Linked DNA regions of Mus musculus: all the other regions are linked to region 2. The links are chromatin contacts, called in public Hi-C and HiChIP or PLAC-seq maps. All regions are on one chromosome and are shown on one strand. The core of a region is the stretch at or near the end of the contact, and the rest is flanking DNA. Distances in the headings are between cores, read along the strand shown. Region 1 has its middle 25 kb from the start of Jarid2. Region 2 overlaps Gm33958 (a long non-coding RNA gene). Region 3 overlaps Jarid2 (jumonji, AT rich interactive domain 2). Region 4 has its middle 42 kb from the start of Gm40931.

Region 1 (4,616 bases), core at 353-2,852, 340 kb after region 2:
GTACTTCCTGGCTAATATGGGAATGTAGCCCGTGGCAGTTAAAGATGCCTTCTTTTTCTATGGAGGGAAAAGGGGTAAAATGGATTCACATTCATTTCACTTACTATGCTCTGTTCAGTTCATCCTTGTGTCAATAGCAAGTCATGAAAGGCTGGATGGGTATAGCCCTCATGACGATGAAGACCTTCCCCTGTAAGAGGACAATCCAACTGTTTCCTTAGCTTTGGGTAGACGTCTTGCCTCCAGAGAAATGGCCCTGGATAAGGGAAGGGCCTCACATGCCCAAACCTGAAATCCTTCCAGTTTATATGTGCTTTGAGCGTATGTAGATCTTTATTTTCTCTTTCATGCAATGAATCATAATTAATAATGGCCAGAGGGTGAGGAATTACAGTCATGCCTTATTACTAAAGATGAGTCTTCACCCTTAACTTCGCCGATGATGACGGTGGTGAGGAAGCATTTCGTCAATCGGAGGCGCAGGTTTTCCACCCCGCATCTCCAGAGAAGGGCCAGCGCAAGGCAGCTGAGAGTGCAGAGGAGGGGTGGCTGTTAGTCACTGTGTCGTGCTCCTGCACCCCCACTGAACTGGTGATTCAACTTCTGAGTTCAGAAATCTTTCCTTTTCTAGTTTGTTTTGCAATTTGAGATGGGGTGTGTTTGTGTGTGGGGGTAGTGTCTCATCTGACATGTGATGGTCTTGAACTTGTGTAGCTGAGATTGACTTCCAATTCTTGACCCTATCCATTGTGTTTTATAAGAAAGGGAGGAGGGGGATTGGAGAAGAGACAGAGAGGAGAGAAGGAAGGAGGATAAATGAGGGAGGAGGGAGCAAGCAGCCCTTTTTATAGTCAGGCATTCCCGGCTGTTGCCAGGTAACTGTGGGGCGGAGCCTAGATAACACTATCACGTCCACCTCTCACCTTACAGACCTGTACCATCATGGTTGCCTTGGCCTGAGAAGAAATCTGCTTAACATGCTATAGAGATGCACAAATCAATATAAGGTATTTGCGTAGGGAAGTGGGTAGGAGGTTGAGACGTTGGAAGGAGCAAGTGGGTGAGGTGGAGTAAATTAAAACCTGGGGGGCGGGGACTGGGAAGGGGGCAGCAATCGGATGTAAAGTGAATAAATATATAGATAATGAAACGAGGCTAAAAGGAGGGATGCACTGAGTTCTTTGCTATCCTGGGCTAACAAAACATAGATAAGATACATCTTAAAAATTAAAAACACATGGGCTGAAGAGATGGCTCGGTGGTTAAGAGCACCGACTGCTCTTTCGAAGGTCCTGAGTTCAAATCCCAGCAACCACATGGTGGCTCACAACCATCCGTAATGAGATCTGACACCCTCTTCTGGTGCATCTGAAGACAGTTACAGTGTACTTAGATATAATAATAAATAAATCTTTAAAAAATGTAAAAACACATACCGTGAATTTCAAAGCATGGGAAGGGAAAGAAATATTCCTTGCTCAGAAAAAGACAGATGCAGGAAAAGGAAATGTGGGGGTGGGGCGAGATCGAGTCAGCAATTTCTCCTACCACTGACTGTGGCCTCCTACTCTTCCTTTTGGTTTGAGAACTTGAGTCTTCGTCCCCACAAGTGCTAATGAGGCCTATTCTTTCGAGGGAGTCAGGCTCCGCCTGGCTCCTTTCCTAACCGGGAGCGGTGGATTGTTAAATCTAATAAGCATATGCACATTTGTCCCAAGAACAAATAGCTGTGACCTGCAAGGAAAATAAAATATTAAGTGCTTAACATCTTACTATAAAGAGCTGTGTAACGTCAACTCTGGTGGGATTCGATAGTCTATCGCTTGATTCCCTTTCAACTCTTTGCCCTTGGAGAATTTTGTTTGGCTTCTTCCTCTCCATCACCCACCCCGCTAAAAGGGACCTTAGAGGAGGATCCCGAAACCAACCTCCTTTCTCTCTTTAATCACCGCTATCCAAATGGTAAGTGCCTTTATTTGCATTTGAAGGAAAAATTCAAAGAATTGTATTGGAATGAGGAAGTCCCAAACATCCTGACCTTACAAAGGCCAAGGAAGGCAAAGTCCAGGGACCACAGACTGAAAAACAAGGCAAAAGTGAATATGGGAAAACAAACAAGCCAAACAACAACAACCAATGGCCGGCCGGCTGCTCAGTCTTCCTGTCTGGCTTGACCTTTTGGAAAGTGGAGACTAGGTGTCAAGTGGCCTCCAGTCTCCACTTCCCATGTGCTAAGATCACCTGTGTGCGCGCCTTTTGGAGTCTCCTTGTAGCCGGCCGGCTAACCTTACAGCCACCAAGTCTGGTTTTTAGAGTAACAGTGCTCCCCCCCCCCCATCCCCGTCCCCAAATCCAAAACATTTCCCTCCACAGCCTCGGAAAGGCTGGATGACTGGTGAACACTCCACTGCCCCACTCACAGCTCACAAATAATTTCTTGGTCCCTTCTGTCTGCTGATTGTAGGAGAATATGCAAGACACTAGAGGACGAACCAATAATCCGGCAAGGAAGCAGATGCACAGGATACTATAATAGAGCGCCTGAATCTTAGAATGAGCCTGACATGTACATTGCAGAAACTAGCTGGTTTCAGAATGGATTGGGCCTGGAGGTGGTGGAGTATAAGCTTTTAATCTCATTTCTCTGGAGCCAGAGACAGGCTGATACCAAGGAGTTTGAGGCTGGCCTCATCTACATAGCCAGTTCCAGGCCAGGGTAACCAAGAGAGACCTGGGGGTGGGGTGGAGGGTGGGGAAGGAGGGAGGAAGAAACCTCAGATGGGATTGAGGTAAAGTATGAATGGTCAAAACTGAGAGTAAGAGGTTAGAGGTGAGGGGGGTCTGGAAGGAGCTGGGGGGTCGGGAGTGAACATGATCAAAGTTTTAAAATTTGCAAAAAATAAAATTTAAAAAAAACACAAAAAAGAAGAGTGTCTGCTGGGGGAGGGGGTGTGCACACCTTTAATCCCACCCAGTACTTGAGAGGCAGAGGGAGTAGATTTTCTGTAAATTCAAGGCCAGCAAGGAGATTCTGTGAGATCCTGTCTCAAAAGGCACACGAGCTCGAGAGCGCGCGCGCACACACACACACTCACACACACACACACACACACACACACACACGTTTGGTTTTTTGTTTTTTGTTTTAAATACCAAGTTAATACCCACACAAAGAAAGTACAGACTGTACCACTGTGTAGCCAAGCAGAAACTCGGTGGCTGAAAGCATCAGCAGCCATTTATTGTTCATGATTATGCAATGGGGCAGGGACGGCTCTTCTTCCCCCCACGCAGGGTGAGTTAAGTGTCCTGACAGGAATGAGGGAGTCTGGGTTTAGGATATTCCTTAGTACCCCACTCACTTGTCTGGTGCCTTAGTGATTATAACTACTGTCTGGGGGGCGCTGGTTGGTTCTTCCCTCTCCTCATGTGACTTCGTATTAGGCAGTAAATCCACCAGAACTTGCACACAAAGAGGGAAACAGACACTGGATCTCTTACGGCCTGGACTTGGAGGTCCCAGAATGTCACTTCCACAGGTTCTGTGGATAAAAGCAAATTACAGGCCCAGGGTCAAAAGCAAGGCCCACAGACTGCACCTGTCTCCAGGGAGAGTCGCCTGCCCTGCCGCAGTCGCTTTGGCAGGCACACAAGCAGACAAGAGCAGTCTTTCTTCTCTGTAGAAAAGGGAAGGCAGCTGCTAGGCAGAAGCAAGGGTGCAGAAAGAACAGATTTGGAGGGCACTCCCATGGGACAGGCAAGAGCTGAAGGTCTAGGCTATCGGAAGGACAGGGTGGTGTGGTAAATGAGAACATTCCAGAATGTTCTACCTGGTTCCTGGTTTACTGTTGGCATTCAGAAAAGAATGATAGTGGGACTGGGTGGAGGGACACATAACCTGAGATTCAGCACTTTGGAGGCCAATAAAAACAGACAGCAAGTTTGACGCTAACCTGGGCTGCACAGAGACCTTATGTCAAAGAACCAAAGTCCTGGTCTGACATGTAGTTCAGTTGGAAGAATGTTTGCCTAGTGTGCCATGGGCTCAGTTATCCCTGGCATAAACCTTGTTAGGTACGCCACACAAGAGAGCTGTGCGTGGAGACTGCAGGATGAGGTTAAGAAAAGTTCAATGTCAGCTGGGCGTGGTGGCGCACTCCTTTAATCCCAGCACTTGGGAGGCAGAGGCAGGTTAATTTCTGAGTTCGAGGCCAGCCTGGTCTACAACGTGAGTTCCAGGACAGCCAGGGCTATACAGAGAAACCCTGTGTCGAAAAACCAAAAAGAAAAAAAGAAAAAGAAAAAGAAAAAAGTAAAGTCCAATGTCATCCTTGGCTAGAGAGGGAGCTGGAGGCTAGCCTGGGCTACATGAGACCTTGTTTCAACAGCAACAATAGCACCCAAGGGCTGGGTGTGTTACTCAGAATACAGCTCTTAAGTAGCATGTGCAAAGCTATGGGTACAAGTCCAGCCCCCAGTAATGGAGAAAGAAAGAAAAAAAGAAAGAAAGAAAGAAAGAAAGAAAGAAAGAAAGAAAGACAAAATGGAGGCCCCTTCCTTTCTTGAGCTCAGCTAGTTCTACTTCTCAACTTAGTGATTCTCCGATGAATTTTATT
Region 2 (4,607 bases), core at 1,139-3,638:
CCTCCATCATGAGACAAAAAGGGAAACTGAGGCTCATAGACAACCCCCCCCAAGCGTCTGCCACATTTGGTACTGGAACTAGGGCACGCATGTCCCCTTCTTAACCGCCTCTGAGCTTTAGCGAAATCATCCTGTTATCTTACTACAGACAGAAAAGCAATGAGGGAGATGAGATGGAGAGGGAAAAAAAAAAAAGAAATTGAAACAGAGAAGGAAGGATGAGATAGGCTGTGACAGACAGACATTGCAGGCGAGACGGCCCGCCTCAGCCTGTCTTTATCTGTCTCTGTATCTGCCTCATCTCATTCTTTCCGGAATCCCTTCTCTTTCCAGGCTCCCACGGGCTGGCTCCTAAAAACATAGAGCTAGTTCATTCTTTCCAAACACCTTCGAAGGGGGCCCCCAAAGGAGCAGAATGCTGGCAGTTGCTCTCCAACCTGGGGGAGGAATCTTCTGCTACCTTTGCCCATCCCCCACCACGGCTAAGGAGGAAGGAAGCCGCAGATCATTTAGACTCATGAACACCCTCTGACACCTTCATAGAAGCAGAATTTTGGGCCTGGCCACCACCAAACCTCAGGGGCCTACATTTTAACAGGATGCTTACCTGTCTTGATTGTACACTGCATAGCTATTGCCAGTGTTTGAAACAGTGCCTCCTGCCTTCACACACTGTCTTCCTGGCCCCCAAGAGGGAGACAGGTCAGAGATCTTAAAGATGAAGACTTACACAAGTCTTTTAAATGCTAAAAATCCATCACGGGATATGCCTCGAAGTAGATACATTCATTTTAAATAGCTCCTTCCCTGAGTGTTGCAACTGCTCCATCCTCTTCAGGCCAGATGTCAACTGTGACAAATTCATAAGACTCCCTCTAACAAGGTTGGTTCTACAAATTCTAAAGGGATATAGGTATCCTGGTTTCCCTGGCTACTCTTCAATCAGAGGAAGCAAGAGTGGAGAAATCTTAAATATTTTCAACTTGCCCAGTCCTGGGGCAAAGCAAATTCACCTATGCCTTGTTGAAATGGAGGATTCAGCAGGTATGGATCAGAAAGACAGAGAGGAGTCGTGCTACAGGGATAAACCTGCAGGCCAGGCTCCTAATGAGCAGTATGGTGGCAAAAAAAAAAAAAAAAAAAAAAAAAGAAAAGAAAAAAAAATCACAATGCAAAACAAATTAGCCGGGGAATTTCCCAGGTGTCAGTTTCAATGAGGGAGGGACAGACGAAGAATGAAATCATCCCATGGAAAAGATTCCCAGCTCTGGAGCTGCTCGGGGACCAGTGACTTCTAGCCTTCTTTTTCCCAAATGCGTGTCACACTGACACGGTGAGGATTTCCTATGAAATAATCCCTTTGCCAACATCAGCGAATCACCCTCCCCTTTGATCAGGACAGACGCTGCGGATCTTGAAAGTTGGCCTACTTAACACAGCTCCAGTGAGGCTGCTCAAAATAAGATCTCCGAGAGCGGAGAGGGGAGAACGGTCGTCGTCGTGTACAAGCATAGAGTGAGTAAGCCTTTGAGAAGAAGAGAGAGGAAGACAAGCCTGCAGAGAGAGAAGATTCTAGCATGGGTATCTCGTGAATAGATCCTACCAGCATGTGATACTTTTATACAGCATGTTATTACCTCCGAGGGTTTTACTTAACCTGCAGAGTTGGCAGTTGCCTTTCATATTTAAAACTGTGTGTAACTGACAGTCCGTGGCACAGGGGACAAAACAAAAGCCCAAACTTCTATCATGAAGAATCTGAATTCTATACCTCTGTGTGTGTGTGTGTGTGTGTGTCTGTGTGTGTGTGTGTTTCTATCTCTATTTCTCTGTGTCTCTCTCTGTCTCTGAGTGTATGTGTCTCTGTGTCTCTGTCTCTCTTGTCCCTCTGTCTCTCTCTGTGCGTCTGTCTCCCTGTCTCTCTGTGTCTCTGTCTCTGCCTCTCTCTGTGTGTCTTTCTGTCTCTGTGTCTCTGTCTCTCTCTGTCTCTGTCTCTCTGTGTGTGTCTTTCTGTCTCTGTGTGTGTGTGTGTGTGTGTGTGTGTGTGTGTGTTGGTATGACTATGGAGGTCAAAGGTCAGCATCAGGGACCTTCCTCAATTCTTCTCCGTCTTATTTTCTGAAACAGGGTCTCTCACTAAATGTGAAACTCCCTGGCTTAAGCAGATTGGCTGGCTACTGAACCCCAGGAGTTCTTCTGTTCCCACCTCCCCCATCTCTGGGATTACAGGCTTATGGTGTCATCCTGGCTGTTTTATGCCATTGCTGGAGCAAGCACTGTACCAACTGAACCATCTCCTGCACACAAGCCACCACCTCCGTCAGTCTACAGCCTCTGGGTACACATCACGACAAGAGCGTCACTGGATTATCAACCAGTCACTGCACTTCTCAGGGCAAAGATCCCAGCCACCCAGGCTGGAAGCAGTTTTCACTCTCAACTCTAGTCACCTCCTGTCCTGCGGAGAAAAGCTTAGTTTTTGAATTGAACACACACACACACACACACAGGGAACCCAGGAAATCTCTAAAGTTACCGCATCACTTGTTGCAACAGCAACATTAAAATAGCACACCCATGTATACATACATTCACTCATGTATATGCTCCCCAGGCCTTTGAAAGACTCCCTCACCCCTATTTTTATTAGACTCTGAATCCAGCCTTGTGACCCTGTCTGAGGACAGTCCGATCTGCTTTACATTTGAGCCAGTTCTACCCTGCTGTAAAAACAAGCAACCGCGAATGCTTGTCTCTCCCATCAGGTGCAGGCTGATGGGAACCAGGACTCAGTCGTAAAGACCTGGCTGTTTCGCCTCATCAGAAGTTTGGTGAACGTGAAGAATTAAAATAGTTTATGAACACGGAGCGAGACCTCTGGAGGGGAAAGCAACAGTGAGAGGGAAGGCTTGGCTCACCACCATTTCCAAGTACGTCTTCAAAACCGATGGATGACTGTAATACGCCCCATCATGCAGTCTGTTGCAACTCTACCAGTTTGCTAGGGCTGGCTAGTCAGCTGCACAGGGCTTTCCTGGAAACCCCTCATTCTTGGGACTGGGGGGTGGGGATGGGGGGGACAGCTCTCTACAGAATCCTCTTGACATAAGAAAGGATTTCTTTTTGAAAGTCCATCTTTTCTTTTCCCATCTGTTTCCTCTCACGGCACAGTTTGGGGTCAGATCAGGTCTTCTGGCGTTCCGGAGGATAACTCGGCCCTTTCCTGTGAATATCCAGACTGGAAAGGGCTTCCTTTCACCTCTTAGTTCACTACAGAGAAAGAAGCACAGGGTGAGGGCAGTACTCCGGATGGCCTGTGTCTGAGAACCTGCCACAAGTAAATGGGGTGAACGACTTTGGAAGGGCAAAAAAGAAAAGAAAAAAAAAAAGAAAAGAAAAAAGAAATACCCTCAAAGGGGAGGGTGTTAATTGAATTTGGTTTCAAAATTTGCAAATTCCTGTGTCTGCTTAAGGCAAACGAGGCATTAGAGCTGCAGAGTCCATTGTGCCTGCTGAACAGGACCTCCTGATGTGGGTGGGGTGGGGCTACTAGGAAGGCCTTTCTTGTGGCTGCTTTGTCTTTCAGTTTGGTGAAAGCTGGCCTCTCACTCATGGGATCCAATGTGGGCTGACAATGGACACCCAGGAGCAGATAATGGTAAAATTTTATATTAATCCTGCCAGAGTGGGTGAGTGATAAAGCTGAGGGTGTGTTGGGTGCCAGGAGCACAGGCCTCAGGAGCTCTGCCACAAGCCCTAGTTACAGCTTATCTTGGGCTATGGATAGCCCCTTAATGGCCATTCCTTGCCCACCTGTGTCTGACTTAGCACCCTTGTGATTAAAGTGTAGAACTTCTTAGAATGTATTCGCAAAACCACCCAAAGGCTAAAGATGTTATCCGGTGTCCCTGCTTGGCTCTAACCCCCTACCTAATGTCTCTACCAAACGCATTTGAAAAGTACATTGATTTATAACTTTATTTATTCTGTTACAATAAAAATTCCATCAAATTGTTACCATGTTGGAACGTTGAATTTAGGACAGTCTGAACTTGTGTTGCCAGGCCATGGTCACTCCTACTTAGCTTCAGAATAAATTCTCTTTCTTAACTTCTTTTGAGGTCATGGGTGTGTTTTTGCATCGACAATGCCATCTTTGACGTAGAGTTAGCCCTGACCAGATAGTGAGTCAGCTATCGCCTTGGCTATAGACTTACAGGCTTCTAGAATTCTGAGCAATGAAATTCTGTCATTTTTAAATAACCAGATGCAAGCCATTTTGTTACAGCTGCTGGCAGAAGCTGGCTCCCTCTCTCCGGGCATATATAGGCAGGAAAGCCCACTGGAGTCTGTGGTGAGAAAGTAGCCATCTGCCAAGCAAAAAAAAGAGATCACCACCAAAGCATGACACGCAAGTACTTATATTCTTAGACTACTACCCTCCAGAACTCCAAAACATGAAAGGCTGCTGTTTAAGTCCTTCTGCCCAAGCTGACTAAGACAAAGAGTGAACCCCATCTAACTCCATTCCTCCCTCAAAGCTGCCAGACTTGACCCCTGCCCCTCACTAAGTCTTCTTCCTTCCTCACAGCTAAAAATAACCCCTC
Region 3 (4,506 bases), core at 1,097-3,596, 420 kb after region 2:
CACTGGACTTGTCAAATGAAGAGTGTAATGTGCAAATACAGCAATCGGTGTTTCTCTGTGCTACTGAGTTTTTGACTTGCAAATCTTGAGAACTGGAGGTCTTGGTGGAAATGCTTTCAGGTCTACAGAAAGAAGCTTGTTAAATTTTAAGAAGTAATTATCTGAGTACTGTGACTGCTGTGGGGAGGGACCCAATGGAAATCTCCTATTTGGGGGTCTCTCTCTGCCCAATGTGTTTGTGGGCCTGCATCTGCTCCATCAGCTGCTGCTGGGGCCCCTGATGATTGAGCTCAGTACCAATTTTGACTCCTGGCAGCTGGGATGGCTTCTGGTAGAGCGAGAATTCATCACCCTTATTCTATTTCTTCCTAAATAATTTTTAAATGTAGGCCAAATTTCGAATAAACACAACAATTGAAAGCAGTTCCATGTTTCCTGACTGTAGAGAATGAAGAGCTAACCTCATTCTCTGAGGAATGTCAGCTATCCACAGAACTGGTGTGAATTGGTTGGGAAAAGGTCTGGAAAAGCTCACACTCTGAGGGTGAGTGACCTTGGGTTAGTCATTTAGCCAGGAAAGGAAGCATGCAAAAGCCTAATAAAGACTCACAGGTTTTTTATCATATGGTAGCCTTGGTCTTTCAATGACTAATGTCTGGTGTGGAATGCCTTTTTTTGTTTTTTGTTTGTTTGTTTTGTTGAGTCTCCCAAGTGCTGGCATTAATTAAGGGGTGAGCCACCACTGCCCGGTGTGGAATGACTTCTTGAAGATTCATTCATTCTTTCTCTCTCTCTCTCTCTCTCTCTCTCTCTCTCTCTCTCTCTCTCTCTGGGGGGGAACAATCTTTAATGACCATGTCGGTGATTCATTATGGAGGTGGGGTGGCACCAGGGTGTGGCAGACATGCCAGAGTTGTCCCTGTCTTCTCCAGCAGCCTCTAGCTCCTGAGGTAATCTGTATTTGCCAGACTTTCTTTATCATGAAGATGGGGGTATTAATGTCTGCTGGTTGAGGGTTCAAGATGACACAGTTGTAGCTGATCCTCGGCTAATTCCTCCAATCTGGCCAGATGTCGTAGCCTGGCTTGATGGCAACTCGCTACCCATGTCCTGCTTTCGTGTTCAGTTGGAGTTGGGTCCATAGTGTGGGCTCATTGATGGCGTCTGGGTTGGTGGACTCAATCTCTCAGCATGATGGCACCTCTGTGGGACTCCAGGAGCGAGTCCTTGAAGATGCTCTTAAGTATTGGTTTGGGTTCATACTTATGGGTTCCATCAGTTTTAATTCTGTCATGTGCTATCAACTTTGACCTCTTGATCGTCTCTGAAGTTACCTGAGAAAGTAGCAAGATACAACTCTCAGGCCAGTCAAAAAAAACCCTGTACTAACACACTAGGTGTTACTACTCACTCAAGGTCGTCATTTGACTAAGGCATGTTTAAAGGTGATGTGTGATTTGCAGGAAGACCATAGGAGTTTTTGTTTGAAATCACAAACATTCAGCAATAAACCTGTATTTTTTCCTGTTGAACATAACTTTTATCTTGTATATATAATTAGTAATACTTTTCTTCCTCCAATTTACCCAAGTTGCCTCTCACATAACTAAAAGGCCATTATCCCAGTCAGAAGCAAATTCTTAATACGTGACTGTATCTGTATTTTTTAGTTGGTTCGTTTTTCATTGTGGAAATTTCTACTGTGAGAAGATACATGGCTCCCTGGCATTTGTTTCGTCTTCCCACCCCCTGATGTCCTGAATCAGGGCATCAATTGCACACTGCTTTAGTGAAGGGTTGTGTGGATGGTCAGGGAACTGAGGATAGACAGGAGATTTTTCTATGCTTGGTCCTAGCATAGAAATGTTTGCTTATGTTTTCTCATTCTGTTATGTGTGTTGTGTGTTCCTTGCAGATGAGGTGAGAAATTTACTAGGGAGGTAGGCAAGTCTGTTTCTTCTAGTGTTGGAATTTACTGATGTTTCTAGGCTTCGAGCATTGCTAAAAGAAAGCCAAAACAAAACAAACATGACAGCTGTGAGAGAGTAGGAATGATTAAACAAACATCTTGATCTGCCTTTGTATTTAAACTTCAAATACAAAGCTGAGATTCCGGCCCAGCTGGAGGACGAGTGGCTGTAGCAGCATATTAGATTTGAAAGGTGAGTGTAGGGGAGCTGTGTTTGCTGAACAGAGTTCTCAAAATGTTCCTGAGATGTTTACAGAAAACAGCAGGATTTTAGTTTTTTGGACATTGGAACAATTTACAGATCCATTAAGAACAGGCTAGGTCGCTGGGTGCTGGTTTTCTTGGTGATTTTGCTGCCACCTGTCTTACAGCAGGAGAAACACGCCTTGGAGATTTTCAGTCCACATTGAGGCTGCTTAGTGGCCAGTCTAGGAAATGGCCACTCTCTTGCTCTGCCACACATCTCCTGTGGCTCCCACAGTGCATGTACCACCCCAGTGCCTCTCAGAGGAGCGTTTTTTGAGCAGGGAAACTGTACAGCGATTGTATAGGTCTGGCCTGTCCTTTTTTTTTTTTTTTTTTAATAAATCCTGGAATAGTGACAGTGAAGGGTGGGAAAAGGAATAGAAATGTAGAAATGCCTTGGGATACCTGCCTTGCTCAGGATGTAAGTGCTGTCTTTGATCTTAGAGGGTACTTTGGGGTAGGCAAGAAAGGAGTGTGGTGTTTGTGGGGATTGAGAAGAGAGCTGGACTTTAGATACCCATAATGGCCTGGTCAAAGGCTCCCGTGAATCCCAAATGCTCTGCATTTCCTACTAATTTCTGCTTTCTTTGTTGTGCATGCCTTTAAAGACGTATTTTCATATGCATTGCCTGCATGAATGTTTGTGTGAGTATGTCAAATCACTTGAAGCTAGCTGGAATACAGACATTTGTAATATTGTGCTTTATGGGTGCTGGCAATTGAAACTGGGTCCTCTGGAATAGCAGCCAGTGCTCTTAACCGTCCCTCCAGCACAGGCCTGGAGAAGAGTATGATTCTTTATCCTTTAGAGAATAGGATAGTTCCTAACAGAAGAGAAGAGATAGCTACCGTATTATACAGTGGCATAGAATTCAGAATCGTCTATATCGAGGACATTGGTGTGCAAGCACAGATGTTTCTGTTTCTAGACACAGGAAGGTTTCATGTTGGTGGCGCTGTAGTTCTCACATCTTTTATGTGTCTGTGATGGCACTAGATATTCACTATGTAGCATGAAATAACAGTGCTTTCCAGACTAAATTTAAGAAGAATGATATTTGATATTCAATAAATATCAAGAGAAGAGCTAGCCCCTACTTAGCTTCATGGGGTAAAATCCTCCCTAGTCAACGTTCAGGGTACTTAAATTCTATGCAGTCATAAAGTTCTTGGCTTAGCTTCATTGCTTACCTTCTTATTTCTGAAAAGTTCAGGCTACTGGCTGTTTATTGGAACTGCTGGGAGCTAAAAAAGAAATGGTTAGAAAATGAATTGGGGTAACTGTGGTTTGATTATTTTCACCAGAGGAGACAGCTCTCTTAGTATAAAAACCAGCTAGTATTTATTAGGTCACTAGTTCCTCTCATTGGCTTAGATTTTTTTCTCAAAATGTTTCAGATTCAAAGATGACACCTTTTTAGGTAGAAACTACCTTCTTCTGGGTGACTACTTATCCAGATGAACCTTAATGGGCAAAAAAATAAATAGGCTATGGTCCTAGAAATACATGACTGGGACTGGGAAATGGCACTGTTGTTTAATTTTCTTCACATTCCAGGACATAGTATTTAAGATGTAGGTAATGTTTTGGTGCTGATCCAAGCCTCCAACAAGTCTGATTTAAAACAGAGAAGCCTTGCATTTAATTATGCAGCTCATGGGACACAAGGATAGGAATAGGAAGAATCCAAGTGCAGTGTATTACTAATTTAGGGTGGCTTTCTGGCTGGGGGAAGCAAGGGTTTCTATCGTGTAAGTGGGTTGAAGTAGGTATAGTCTGACTGTTCACTATCCGATGGCCTCCAAATCTGATGATTTGGAGGTTTTTTGGAAACCTACTGTGCTTTAAGCTCATCTGGTATTCATTATGTACAATGAAGTCCTTAAACAAGATGAAACTGTATAGCTAATGACATAAAATGCTTCCTCCTTATCTAATCAGGAAACTATCTTGAGTTTCTAGATTAGATGTTATTCAGAAAGGATAATATAGGGAATAATTACTCTGTATTTCATTGGAAGAATTTGCCACATGGTCTGTAAGTCACATTGCATATGAAAATAAAAATCAAGAGCAGTCTTTAGTAGTTTCGTAAGAATATGATACTTTTGTTTTTTTTTTTTAAGCTTGCATATAAAATATGATATGTAGTGTGTAGCAACTTTGTGGTGTTGGTTCATTTGTCAGTTTTGTTTGGCCATTACAAAATTTTAGAGTTTAAATTTAGTAACAGGAGGCAGTGTAACTGATTCATGCAGGCTGTATACGTGTTGACTGTACAAGGTGGTGT
Region 4 (4,301 bases), core at 1,659-4,158, 320 kb after region 2:
CCCGCCAGGTGTGAAGCTATTTTCAGCCTGACCACTGCGTTAGGCAGACTTGGCACAAGGAGCAAACCTTTTGAGCAGCCGGCGTTGCTTCCCACCATGATTGCGCACACGTGTCAATGTGCAAGCATCTATGGCACAGCGTGCGATTCTCAGGCAAAGCACACATGCTCAGTGTGACTGGGATATACTATCTTGGCCACAGTCAGCACAGTCACTGTTGATATGGCTGTGGTCATTTCAGTGACCCCCCCCCACCCCCCCACCCCCGCAATGCCCTAGCTCATGGGAGTGGCAAAGCTTTCCCCTCCCCAGGCAGACTCAGAGCAACCACCAAGCCCAGCCCGCCTCTGGTCCAGGCGCTTCCCAAACAAACCAACCCAGAGTCTTTCTATGTAGTCCAGGCTGTCCCAGAGCTCCCTGTTTGAGACTAGCTTTGAACTCCTGCTGATCCCCCTGCCTCTGCCTTCCTCTCAAGTGCTGGGATTAAAATTGTGAGCCATCTTAGCCGGTTCTCCTAGTCCAGCTGTATACTACAAACCCTTCCTTCTTCTTTATCTGCATGTAATGAGATGTCAGTTGTATCCAGTAAGCCTGACTCCAAGTTCAATTGAACATGATAAACATGCAGAGTATGTGGAGGATGTGGCTCCTCCACCAGAGAACGCAGTCCACCTGCTCCTAGTTTTTCTGTGTGTCTGTCCGTTTGTCCTTTTATCATTCTCTCAGGTGCCCAGTCAGGTCCATTCCTGGAGCCATGCAAAGACATGATACCTTCCCTCCCCACCTCCAACCCCAGACTGCTCTCAGGCTATTTACTCTACTCCTTCTTCCTCTGCCTTCCAAGTGTGAGCATCACAGATGTGAGCCACCATGTCTGGTGCTCTTTCTTTCCTTTTCATATAGTTCCTTTCACTATTCAATACACAGAATCTTTCCTTTAAAAAAAAAAAGACTTATTTATTTTATTTATATGAGTACACTGTAGTTGTCTCCCGACACACACCAGAACAGGGCATCGGATCCCATTACAGTTGGTTGTGAGCCACCATGTGGTTGTGGTTGCTAGGAACTGAACTCAGGACCTCTGGAAGAGCAGTCAGTTCCACAGAATCTTTTTTAGGAAACACAATTTTGTGGAAGTTTTAAAAGGAAGTATGAGTCACAGAGAGAGAGAGAGAGACAGAGAGAGGGAGAGAGAAAGTTTGTGTGTGTGTGTGTGTGTGTGTGTGTGTGCTCACGCGCACGTGTTGTGTCTCCTGTAAGAAAGAATGTGTTTGAGGGTGAACAGCCTATGCATTTAGGGGAACAGAAGTCCACACAACACCAGATGCCGTCTTCTCTCTCATCTTTCCATAAACAAACAAAAACAGCTGGGATTAAAGGCATGTGCCAGACTTATTGTTATTTTTTAAGGTTTATTTTATTTTTAATTATGTTTATTTCTACATGAGTGCAGTTCCCTGAGGATGCTAAAAGAGGGGTGTGAAGTCCCCTGGAGCTAGAATTACAGTTGGGAACTGCCCAACTTGGGAGTTGGGAATTGTCTTCTGTGAGAGCAGGACTTGCTCTTAATCCTTGATCCATCTCCAGACCTATCAACTACTTCTCAGCCCTGGTTATTCCTCCAAGGCACCCAGCTTTCTTGGTGGTGGGGAAACAGAATCTCATAATGTAGCCCTGGTTGCCCTGGAACTCTTTCTGAAGACCATACTGGCCTTGAACTCAGAGTTAGGTGTGGAGAACTTTGTGGGCTGAGGCTAGGAATTTGACCTTGGGCCAGGACGAGGAAGTAAGTAGGCTCAGGCAAGAATTTGACTTTGGGCTAGGACAAGGAAGTAGACTCCAGATCTTGATGATCTTGATAAGTTCCGGAATACCTAGGGACTTGGTTTATTGCCTTATTCCTTGACCTAGAACTGACCTTATTCTTTGCATGTACTTAGAAAGTCATAAAAGCAGGCTGGAGAAAGATAAACCCGCTCCAGCCTCAGCAGTGGCTGGAGTCATGCTGTCCAATTGTCTTTTTCTTTTCAACCCTTGCTCCCTCCCTTGAGACCTGGTTGGCTGACTGAGCTGACTTGGTCAGACAAGAATGCCTCAGATTTTAGTCTTGCTGAGATTAAAATCAAACCCTCACACCCAGCATTTTCCTGGGTGTTGGAGATCTGAACTCAGGTTGTAAAGCTTACTCAACAAGTCCTTTCTTTACCTAATGAGCCACCTCCCCAGCCTCCTAGGAAAGGTTTTTTTCTTTTTTGCAAGCAAATACTCTGTACTTATAAATGCCACATTTGTTTCTTCAAGGTTGTCTATAAACAAATCTGGCAATTTCTTTTCTTTCTTTTTTTTAATGTATCTTTATTTAATGTGCATTGGTGTTTTACCTTCATGAACGGCTGTGTGAGGGTGTCAGATTTTGGAGTTACTAGGAGGTGTAAGCTGCTATGTGGGTGCTGGTAGTTGAAGCCGGGTCCTCTGGAAGAGTAGTCAGTGCTCTTAACCACTGAACCATCTCCGGGCCAGCGATTTCTTTCTTTTTTTGGTTTTTCGAGACAGGGTTTCTCTGTGTAACCCTGGCTGTCCTGGAACTCACTCTGTAGACCAGGCTGGCCTGGAACTCAGAAATTTGCCTGCCTCTGCCTCCCAAGTGCTGGGATTAAAGAAGTGTACCACCACTGCCTGGCACAATTTCTTTTTCTGTAATAAAAAAATAAAAAAAATAAAAGTTTTTTTTCTTCTGCTTTGACCCGTCCAGCAGGTCCAGTTATTCAAGGGTCTCGAGGGGACCTTCTCCTAAGAACCAAATGGGGGGTAGAGAGAGACGAGGGTCTTGTGCGAATAACGACACGGAAACGTCCTGAATTGTGTCAGACCCCAAATATATTAGCCAGGCCGAGGTTTAAATGCACAAGCAAAAGGGGAAGTGCCTTTCAGCAGGAGGAATGGGGCAGAGGAAATGCACCTCAGCAGGAGGGATGGGGCAGCGGAAAATTTTCTTTTGGCGACTACAAGGGGAAGCAGGAACTTGGCGGTATCAGGGTACATCTTGAGGTCAGGACATCCAGAGCTGACTTAGGGCTGGAACAATCTGTGGTTGTTCTTGGAGCGGTGTGTCCGGTGGCCTGCTTTTGACCCCCTTTTCTTCTGGGGGGGGGGGGAGAGGCCCAATTCAGAGATCAGGACAATTGTGTTGTCTTAATAGCTCCCAACACTGCTTCTTTGTTGCTGTTGTTTGGTTTTTTTTTTTTTCCTTCCTTCCTTCCCTCTTCCTTTGTTTTAGAGAAAGGGTCCTTGGAACTTGCCATATACAAAAGACTTCCCTCAAAGCTATAGAAACCCACCTTCCAGCCGGGCGTGGTGGCGCATGCCTTTAATCCCAGCACTTGGGAGGCAGAGGCAGGCGGATTTCTGAGTTCGAGGCCAGCCTGGTCTACAAAGTGAGTTCCAGGACAGCCAGGGCTACACAGAGAAATCCTGTCTCGAAAAACCAAAAAAAAAAAAAAAAAAAGAAAAGAAAGAAACCCACCTTCCTCTGTCTCCTGAGTGTTAGGAATAAGTAAAGGTATATACCACCATGCTCAGCTTTAATTTTTTTTTTAATATTTCTTTATCTTGTGTGTAGATAGATGTGTTCTGGTGTACATGTGGGCCTGCCTAGGCACACGTAGATGTCAGAGGACAACTTGAAGGAATACTTCTCTTTTTGTACAACTTTGTGGGTGATCCCAAATACCAACACACCTTTACCTGCTGAGCCATCCACCCATTTTTACTTCTTCCTTTTCCACACCTCTCTTTAAAAAGACAAAACATTATTCACACAAACATCTCTTAGTAACACTTTCCAGCCAGAGGAGCTCTGTAGGCTACAAAGTCTGTCGTGATTAACCTTCCTTGAATAAAACTTTAGGGACCTGCTTTGAACCCACAAAAGAAATTAAATGCACAGTTAAGGCTGATTTTCATCATCAAGATGCGTCAGGGAATTGTTCTTAAAGCCGTCTCCTGCTGCCTTCATTAAAGTCTTGATCTCCTGTTTCAAATTTATATTCCTTTGTGGGTTTAAGGCAGATATTGGATATCCTTTTAATCTATATTTATTAGGCAAGCGATTGATGAATCTGATTCCATCACAAATCCATGCACAGTGTTTTTGTTGGCCGCCCTGCTGGAAGTCTTAAGAGAATAAAATAAATGGCCGTTATTCACAGAGTAAGTGGAAAACAAAGCCGTTCAAGCTAAATACATGTACCACCCCCTACCCCCATCCCCCTATCTCACCCCACCCCCACCCCCCACCC

Evidence for each region. Hi-C and Micro-C count contacts between places; a contact is called where the count stands out from the background. HiChIP or PLAC-seq counts read pairs in DNA pulled down with a chosen protein or histone mark.
Region 1: a contact with region 2 is called in an H3K27ac HiChIP or PLAC-seq map of embryonic stem cells, with 6 read pairs. The contact joins two enhancer-like sites. A contact is called at or near these places in 5 of 115 datasets of contacts at active chromatin or transcription factors (embryonic basal ganglia and embryonic stem cells) and 1 of 9 other capture datasets (embryonic stem cells).
Region 3: a Hi-C map of uterus shows a contact between it and region 2, with 1.9 times the contacts expected there. The contact joins two enhancer-like sites. A contact is called at or near these places in 1 of 484 Hi-C or Micro-C datasets (uterus), 1 of 115 datasets of contacts at active chromatin or transcription factors (embryonic stem cells) and 1 of 9 other capture datasets (embryonic stem cells).
Region 4: an H3K27ac HiChIP or PLAC-seq map of embryonic stem cells shows a contact between it and region 2, with 4 times the contacts expected there. The contact joins two enhancer-like sites. A contact is called at or near these places in 1 of 484 Hi-C or Micro-C datasets (bone marrow-derived macrophages), 2 of 115 datasets of contacts at active chromatin or transcription factors (both in embryonic stem cells) and 1 of 9 other capture datasets (embryonic stem cells).

Annotation. Positions count from the first base shown.
Region 1 is chr13:44,703,694-44,708,309 of GRCm38.p6, forward strand. No RefSeq gene overlaps it. Among named protein-coding and RNA genes, the nearest start is that of Jarid2, 25 kb to the right of the region's middle. Within about 2 kb of position 1,603, at least 29 of the 459 cell types and tissues checked have an H3K27ac peak or open chromatin away from gene starts, as enhancers often do. A contact at or near this core is called in embryonic stem cells, where this site is marked.
Region 2 is chr13:44,359,708-44,364,314 of GRCm38.p6, forward strand. It overlaps Gm33958 (a long non-coding RNA gene), which reads right to left. Exons shown (of 4, transcript XR_873330.1): 4 at 4,312-4,370. Among named protein-coding and RNA genes, the nearest start is that of Gm33958, 38 kb to the right of the region's middle. Within about 2 kb of position 2,389, at least 24 of the 459 cell types and tissues checked have an H3K27ac peak or open chromatin away from gene starts, as enhancers often do. A contact at or near this core is called in embryonic stem cells and uterus, where this site is marked.
Region 3 is chr13:44,784,140-44,788,645 of GRCm38.p6, forward strand. All of the region lies in intron 1 of Jarid2 (jumonji, AT rich interactive domain 2), which reads left to right. Among named protein-coding and RNA genes, the nearest start is that of Jarid2, 55 kb to the left of the region's middle. Within about 2 kb of position 2,347, at least 51 of the 459 cell types and tissues checked have an H3K27ac peak or open chromatin away from gene starts, as enhancers often do. A contact at or near this core is called in uterus, where this site is marked.
Region 4 is chr13:44,676,408-44,680,708 of GRCm38.p6, forward strand. No RefSeq gene overlaps it. Among named protein-coding and RNA genes, the nearest start is that of Gm40931, 42 kb to the left of the region's middle. Within about 2 kb of position 2,909, at least 17 of the 459 cell types and tissues checked have an H3K27ac peak or open chromatin away from gene starts, as enhancers often do. A contact at or near this core is called in embryonic stem cells, where this site is marked.